Linked DNA regions of Manis pentadactyla: region 2 is linked to region 1. Evidence: chromatin contacts called from public Hi-C data. All regions are on one chromosome and are shown on one strand. Each heading gives the region's core, a stretch centred on a gene start, on an enhancer-like site or on the middle of the called end of the contact. The rest is flanking DNA. Distances are from core to core; before and after follow the strand shown.

Evidence for each region. A called contact is a pair of places that touch in the nucleus more often than the background predicts.
Region 2: a Hi-C map of blood shows a contact between it and region 1, with 5 times the contacts expected there. The contact joins the promoter of ANKRD17 here to the promoter of LOC118933344 in region 1. A contact is called at or near these places in 2 of 3 Hi-C or Micro-C datasets (blood and skin fibroblasts).

The regions. Positions count from the first base shown.
Region 1 is chr5:59,773,151-59,776,346 of mManPen7.hap1, forward strand. It overlaps LOC118933344 (cytochrome c oxidase assembly protein COX18, mitochondrial), which reads right to left and starts at 1,524. Exons shown (of 5, transcript XM_036927533.2): 1 at 1,015-1,524. The coding sequence starts at 1,356.
Region 2 is chr5:59,948,564-59,951,759 of mManPen7.hap1, forward strand. It overlaps ANKRD17 (ankyrin repeat domain 17), which reads right to left and starts at 1,665. Exons shown (of 32, transcript XM_036927556.2): 1 at 810-1,665. The coding sequence starts at 1,175. LOC118933358 (a long non-coding RNA gene) reads left to right here and starts at 1,240. Exons shown (of 5, transcript XR_005033085.2): 1 at 1,240-1,372.

The DNA of each region.
Region 1 (3,196 bases), core at 274-2,773:
TATAAAAGATCATTATTCATAATCATTCATAATGTTACTATCCCTTCAACTCATTTGAAAATGTAAAATGAAAACTTAAAGTCTAAGCATAAGACTAAAGAAAACTTAAGTCTAAGCTTAAGCCATCAATTTGCTTAAGATATTCTCAGTTACAACTGAATTCAAATTCCAGCTTGTACTCTTAGCTGTGTGATCTTGGGCAAATTCCTTAACTTCTAAAATCCTGTTCTCTCAAACATTTTCATTATTATTGTGTTTGTTACGGTAATCTGTGATCAGTGATTACAATTTGCTGAAAACTCAAATGATGTTAGCATTTTTCAGTATTTTTAAATTATATTTTTAAAAGACATAAGGCTATATTGAATGCTTAAGCCTACAGTATAGCGTAAACACAACTTTTACATGCATGAAGAGACCAAAAAATTTATCTGACTCCTTTCACTGCAGTATTTGCTTATTGCAGTGGTCTGGAACTATACCTGCAACAAATCCTCTAGGTGTGCCCATACCGTCCTAAAAGGATAAGGAAGCACGGCAGGTCATATGGCTGTGAGTAACCGGACACAGGCTTGTAGGTGGTACAGCCTGAATAAAGAATCAAGCTTGCAAATTGCTAGCTTAGTAATTTTTTCTAGTAAGATCAGTTGGACTATTTGGGGATGAAAGATGCTGCAGACATACAAGCTGTTACAACCTTTAAGACGGAAAAATTACAGGTTTCTCCACACAATTTCTCCTGCTGATTCCTTTATTTTTCTCATTCACGAACACCAAGCATAGTTACACCATTTGTGCTTTGGGCACAAACCCAGCAGAGTAAACGAAATGACGGGTTGCATGTGTTACCACACATCTCTCATTTCACATAGTAGTCAGTGCTAGTTAAATTTCTTAGCAATAAAATGGTCACGATGATTAACACTAAGCACTGCAAAATTTCGGGGGAGGCGTCCACCACCCTCACCGCGGAGGCTGATGCGCAGAGTCCCGGCACGGCTCGACGCCCCTCACCTTGGCCAGGATGTAGTGCTGGTAGGCGGCCAGCGGCAGCGTCACAGCGCCGCGCAGGGCCACGGTGGTGAGAAGAATGCTGCCCCACCAGGGAAGGCCTGTCGCGGTGTGTGCGCAGAGCAGCATTTGCTCCGTGCCCTGCACCGGCGCTGACGTGGCTAGGGCCTCGTACCAGCTGCCCGCGCCGCCTGGGCCAACTGCAGAGACTGACGCCACCGCCCACACTGGCAGAGCGGAGCGTTTGGTGCCGCCCGTTGGGGCCGGTGCAAGTGGTGGGCCCCGGGCCCCGAGCAGCAGGGCAGGCAGTGGCCGCTGCAACCTACCGCAAAGCCGGCACAACATGCCTACAGCAGGCCTGTGTCCGAATCGCGGGACACACGAAAGAGCTTCCCGCGCTGCTCCGCGGGGCCGTCACGCGCATGCACTGACGATCCTGGGGATACAGAGAACGCGCGCCCGCAGACAGCCACTACGGCCCTTCCCAAACACGCCAAGGACGTCTTGCGTCGCACTGAAGATGACGCAAGAGAGGGGGAAGTCCCGCCTTCCCCACGCGGCACTGGGCTGGCCTACTGCACGCATCCGGAACTCCCGTCTGCTGGCGTGGAACTCTTCCGAGGCCGGAACTGTAGAGCCGTGGGTGGGTTTGCTGCCCTGGGCCGGACGTGAGTTTTAGGAAGCGATCGCCCTGTAGAAACGGTCTTCAGCATGTGCCTTTCCTTTCTTTTAAACTTAAACTAGTTATGCCATTTGTACGGGACTGAGCTTGGTGGGTCTTTTGTGACCAAAGGATAGTCTCCCATCTCTTTACGTGCGCCCTGGTCGCTTCCGCTAGAGACTGAGACTTGTTAATACTGCTAAAGAGTCGTCACGTTGCTGAAATGCCAGCTTGGAGGCATGTTTCCAGCCGTCAAGTTTTTATGCTTGAGGCATACTTCAGTTTGTGGAATAAAGATCTGAGTGGCTCATTTCTTCCAGTTAGCATTTTTACCCTACGTGCAAACTGACTTTCCTTCAACATTTGATCCAAAACTTTAGAAAATAGCAGATCTATTAAGAGTAAAGTATCATCTCCTGACTTAGGAGTAATTAACAGTGGAAACACCGTGAATTCTTTTACTAGAGTTTGCATGTATCCTAGATACGCTTTCAAGAGCCTTAACAGTAGCTTTAGGTGTCTTCTGGTTAAAAGGAACGGGCCATGTCTGTGGGACTAGTTTTCACTTTTGTGTTTCTGGCAACAGCAACTGGAATGAGGTAATTTCTTCGCAGAAAGGTTACCCCTAGACCTAAAGGCCAAATGGTGTTGCATGGAGTAAAATGCTGATTAGAAAAAAGACTGTGACAAAAGTTGGGGCACTGTCAACTGCAGCTGCTGTTGTTTCATTACACACCTACCCCAGGGAGCCAGAATAGTCTTTTTCACTGATTCTGGAAGTCATCTACCTTCAAATCGACATCTGAGAAGTCCAGACATGAATTTTTAAATGTGCTTAAACACACACATCCCAACGTATGCTATATACATTACTTTTAAAAGAAAAAGCTTACCCATCTGTTTCCCTATGCATTTTTCCCTCTTAAAAGTAATTTCTTTTAAGTTAAAAAAGAAGTGACAGGTTGCTGACTACTGATTAAGGTGGAAATGAATTTTAAGTGGAAATATCTTCGTCTAAAGATTGTGGTAATAAAAAAGCGACTTCAGTGCGGTTGCATCATTCTTCTAGAGAACTGATGACATTTAGAGTCGTCCACAGTGGCATTTGGGCCTAGAGACTCTCCCCTTTCAGTATGTAGGAGAGAGTCAATTGAAAAAAATCCCAAGAAGAAAAATCCATGTTTATGTATTCACTGTTCATATAATCTATGTTAAGTTTTCAAACTATTCCTCAGATCCCTAAGACTTCTTCATGTGGAGCTGTATGATGGGGTCAGGACTGGGACTTTTTCAGACACCGTAGGTCCACTTTAGCTGCTACATATTGGGATCACATAAACTTTCACTGTTTTAAGTTTGAATATTTTGATCTAAATAAAATTTATGAGTATCTAATTTATTAATTTCTCATATATAAACAAATTTCTTAATACATATAATGCAGAGGATCAGAACTTGCTATCTACTTGGTAGAGAATGTTAATGCAAGTATTTAATTTTAAAGTCCAATACAAAAGTAGTGTT
Region 2 (3,196 bases), core at 415-2,914, 180 kb after region 1:
TCATAACCAAGCCCAGGTCCAAAGCCGATTGTTTAGCTGCCCCGTATTATCTCAAAAACTGGGCCTAGCTTAACTCCTCCTTACTAAGGAACCATTTTAAGATGTGTATGTACGCACATGTAAGGTTCAAATATATTTTCAGTCACTGAGATAGTTATCTATAAATGTATACGGATGTAAGATCAGTTCATCCAAAAATCCCTGAGAGATCGAGGAAGTGAAGGTTACTTCAGCAACCACAATAATTATGAAAAAAACCTGCGGCAAAACAGTATGGAAAAGTACAGCTTCTCACGTGTCCCTCACAGACACAAATACTTAGCTCTGAAGCCATTACAACCTTACCTCCCCGCAAAACTGCTCCCCTCCACCGCACAACCGGGAAAAATTAACCAGCCTCCTAGTAGTTCCCCAAGGGGCTCATCTACCTATTAACTTACCCCTCCCGCGTTGGTCCCGCTCCCGCCCCAGGAATAACATAGCCCTGCTGACCCCAGGCGGACCCCGCCGGTGTGCAAATAGGTAATCTAACCAGTTCCCTCCATCCTTAACCATGTGAACCATCCCAAGGCAACATGCTGCTCACCAACCCCTGACTCTGCGGTCCTCCCATCCCATCCCCACGTGTCAGCTACCCTCCCCCACAGCCCCACACCTCACCGGTTAGGCCGGGAAAGAAAGAGGGCAGTGGAAAGCCTGGCCCCTAAGAGGGTGCGACCTGCAGGAATGAGTCCCACCGCAAGCCCCTTTCTACCTTCCCACCCTTTACAGACCCCTCCGCCCGCCTTCCTCTGAAACCAGGCCCTTGCCTCAGAAACCTCCTCCTCCTCGTCGTCGTCGTCCTCCTCTTCCTCGCTGTTGTTGCTGCTGGTGCCGCCGCCGCCGCCGCCACTGTTGTCGCTGTCGCTGCTGCTTTCGCTGCTGCTGGGGGGTCGGCAAGTCCGGTTACGCTTGGCCTTGTGGTGTTGCTGCTGCGGCGGCTTCTTCTTCAGGAGCAGGTCGCAGACGCGCACCATACCACGAGGAGACGAGGCCGAGCGAGCCCCGCTGCCGCCGCCGACCTCCGCCGCCGCCGCCGCCGCGGGGGGGCCTGCAATAGCCGCCACCGCCGGGGGGCTCCCTTCTCCCTCAGCTGCCGCCGCCACAGCCGCCACCGGAACCGTGGCCTTCTCCATCCCCAGGGAAGGATGGAGGGCGCGGACGGGGGAGGGGTGTGGGGATTCCGCGCTACCGCGACTTCGGCCGCACCGGGGCCGCACAGCGCTCGGTGCCGCCTCCGCCGCCACCGCCTCGGTCACCTCTACTGCCGCCGCCGCCGCCGCTCCGCCAGCTCTCACTTCGTCTCGCGATACTAAGGGCGGGGAGCCTGAGGGTAGGAGGAAGAGGGAGGGAGCGTGAGGGAGCAAGGTCGAGGGTGGGGGAGGCGCAGAGGGAGACCCGGGTGTCGGGAGACCCAGCGGAGGGGAGACCGTGAGGAGACGGGGGGTGTGTGCCTGGGGCGGATTCCGATGGGGGGACGGCGGGGACAGAGAAGGGCCGCGGTGACTGCTGTGGCGCCCGCGAGCACCGGGATTTCTTCTCTTTCCTTGCTATTTCCCCACACACAGCCCTTCAGAACGCTCTTCTTCCTTCCTCGCTTGTAACTAGAACGCAGTCGCAGGCGGAAGTGCAGGTGACGCCATCAGCCGTCGCCCTAGCGGTGGCGCGCGGGTGGCCAAAAGACGAAAATGAGATTTCTAGGGCCGGCTTCCGGGCCTCAGCGGGAGGGCATGCTGGAGAGGAGCGGCCCCGGGTCGGGTTGGAAGCTGGGGCGGAAATGCGGCCCAGTCGCTGTTAGCTGGCCGCCGGGGCCGCAGATCCCGGAGGTGGGGCCTCATTGTCGAGTGAAGTACGTAGTGTTCACTCCTGGCCTTTTTTTTCCGCCGCCAAATCGTGAGTTTGGAATCATGAGAGATGGCGTCGTGTGAGGGAAAGAGCCTCTTTTGGCTTCTCTGAGTTTTGAGGCAAAGACTTCCTGAGTCTAAGTTTACACCTGGGCAATATGAATGAGTTTGATTAGGTGATGTCTTAGATAACAACTCTAGTTTCCAAACGGAACGCAGGAGAAGGACTTTGCGGACAATTCACTGAATGACCCTGATCTAGTTCTTCCACCTCTCACCAGTTTACCTTTTGTCTGTGAAGTGAGCATCATAAGTAATCATCCTTGTCTATCCAGCCTTAGAAAGAATAATTTGATGGGGGTGAGTTCATTTGTAGGTATCTGAAGAACTTTCAGGACTTTTGAAATAATGGTGTAGTTTTGTTAATTAAAAATTATCCCTTCCTGGTCCAATAGTACAGTGGCGTAAGGAAAATGAAGCAAACATCAAAGACAGATGTACTGGCACAAAATAAAAAGTATGCCTCAGCTGACATACTTGCCATTTTAAAACTGCTAAGTTTAGCTGAGTGTGCCTGAATTTTTTTTTAGCATTTTTGTTTCTTTTTAGCATTGGCATACCATATGAAATGTGGGCAGTTGCCAATACTCGACAGAGTACTATGGCAGAATTGGTAATGACTGAATCAGTTCATTCAAGCAAAATTTCATCATGAGCCTACTGTGTGCATAGTTAATGAAATCAGTCTGCTTCCAAGGACTTTTAAGGTTTGATAAATATGTAAGATAAAAGTATGCTCACAAAGTACTAATCATCTGCCCGTTCCTCTCCTAGTTGTTACTGAGTTCCTGTGCAGAACAGTACACTACATTGTGTATCTTAGAACTGCATATTTAGGTTCTATAACTTCAGCTGGATTCCTCCCTCCTACTTTGTATATCCTTCAGCATTTTTCCTTCCTAACAATAGAATACTTTTTGCGGTCTTTAAATCCCAGCTCATTTCATTACATGGTTTTACTTCAAATGTCACAAGAGGTAGATGCTATTAGGCACAAAGTTCAATTTTCCAAATGCTAGAAACTTAGATGCTTCCAAATCTTTCCTTTTCTCTAGTATCAGAGGAATAAGACACTCCCTGCATCCTGTAAGATGAATTATCCATCTGTACTCTAGTCCCAGTCCCCTCTTTCTCATTCATTTATTATCTTTTCTGTCTTCAATCCTCCACATTTCTGGTTCCACTCTTTCCTTATTTACAACAAGGCCAAAAAGAGTTCTATATTTGGTGTCTCTTTTTGTTATCTGAATTTC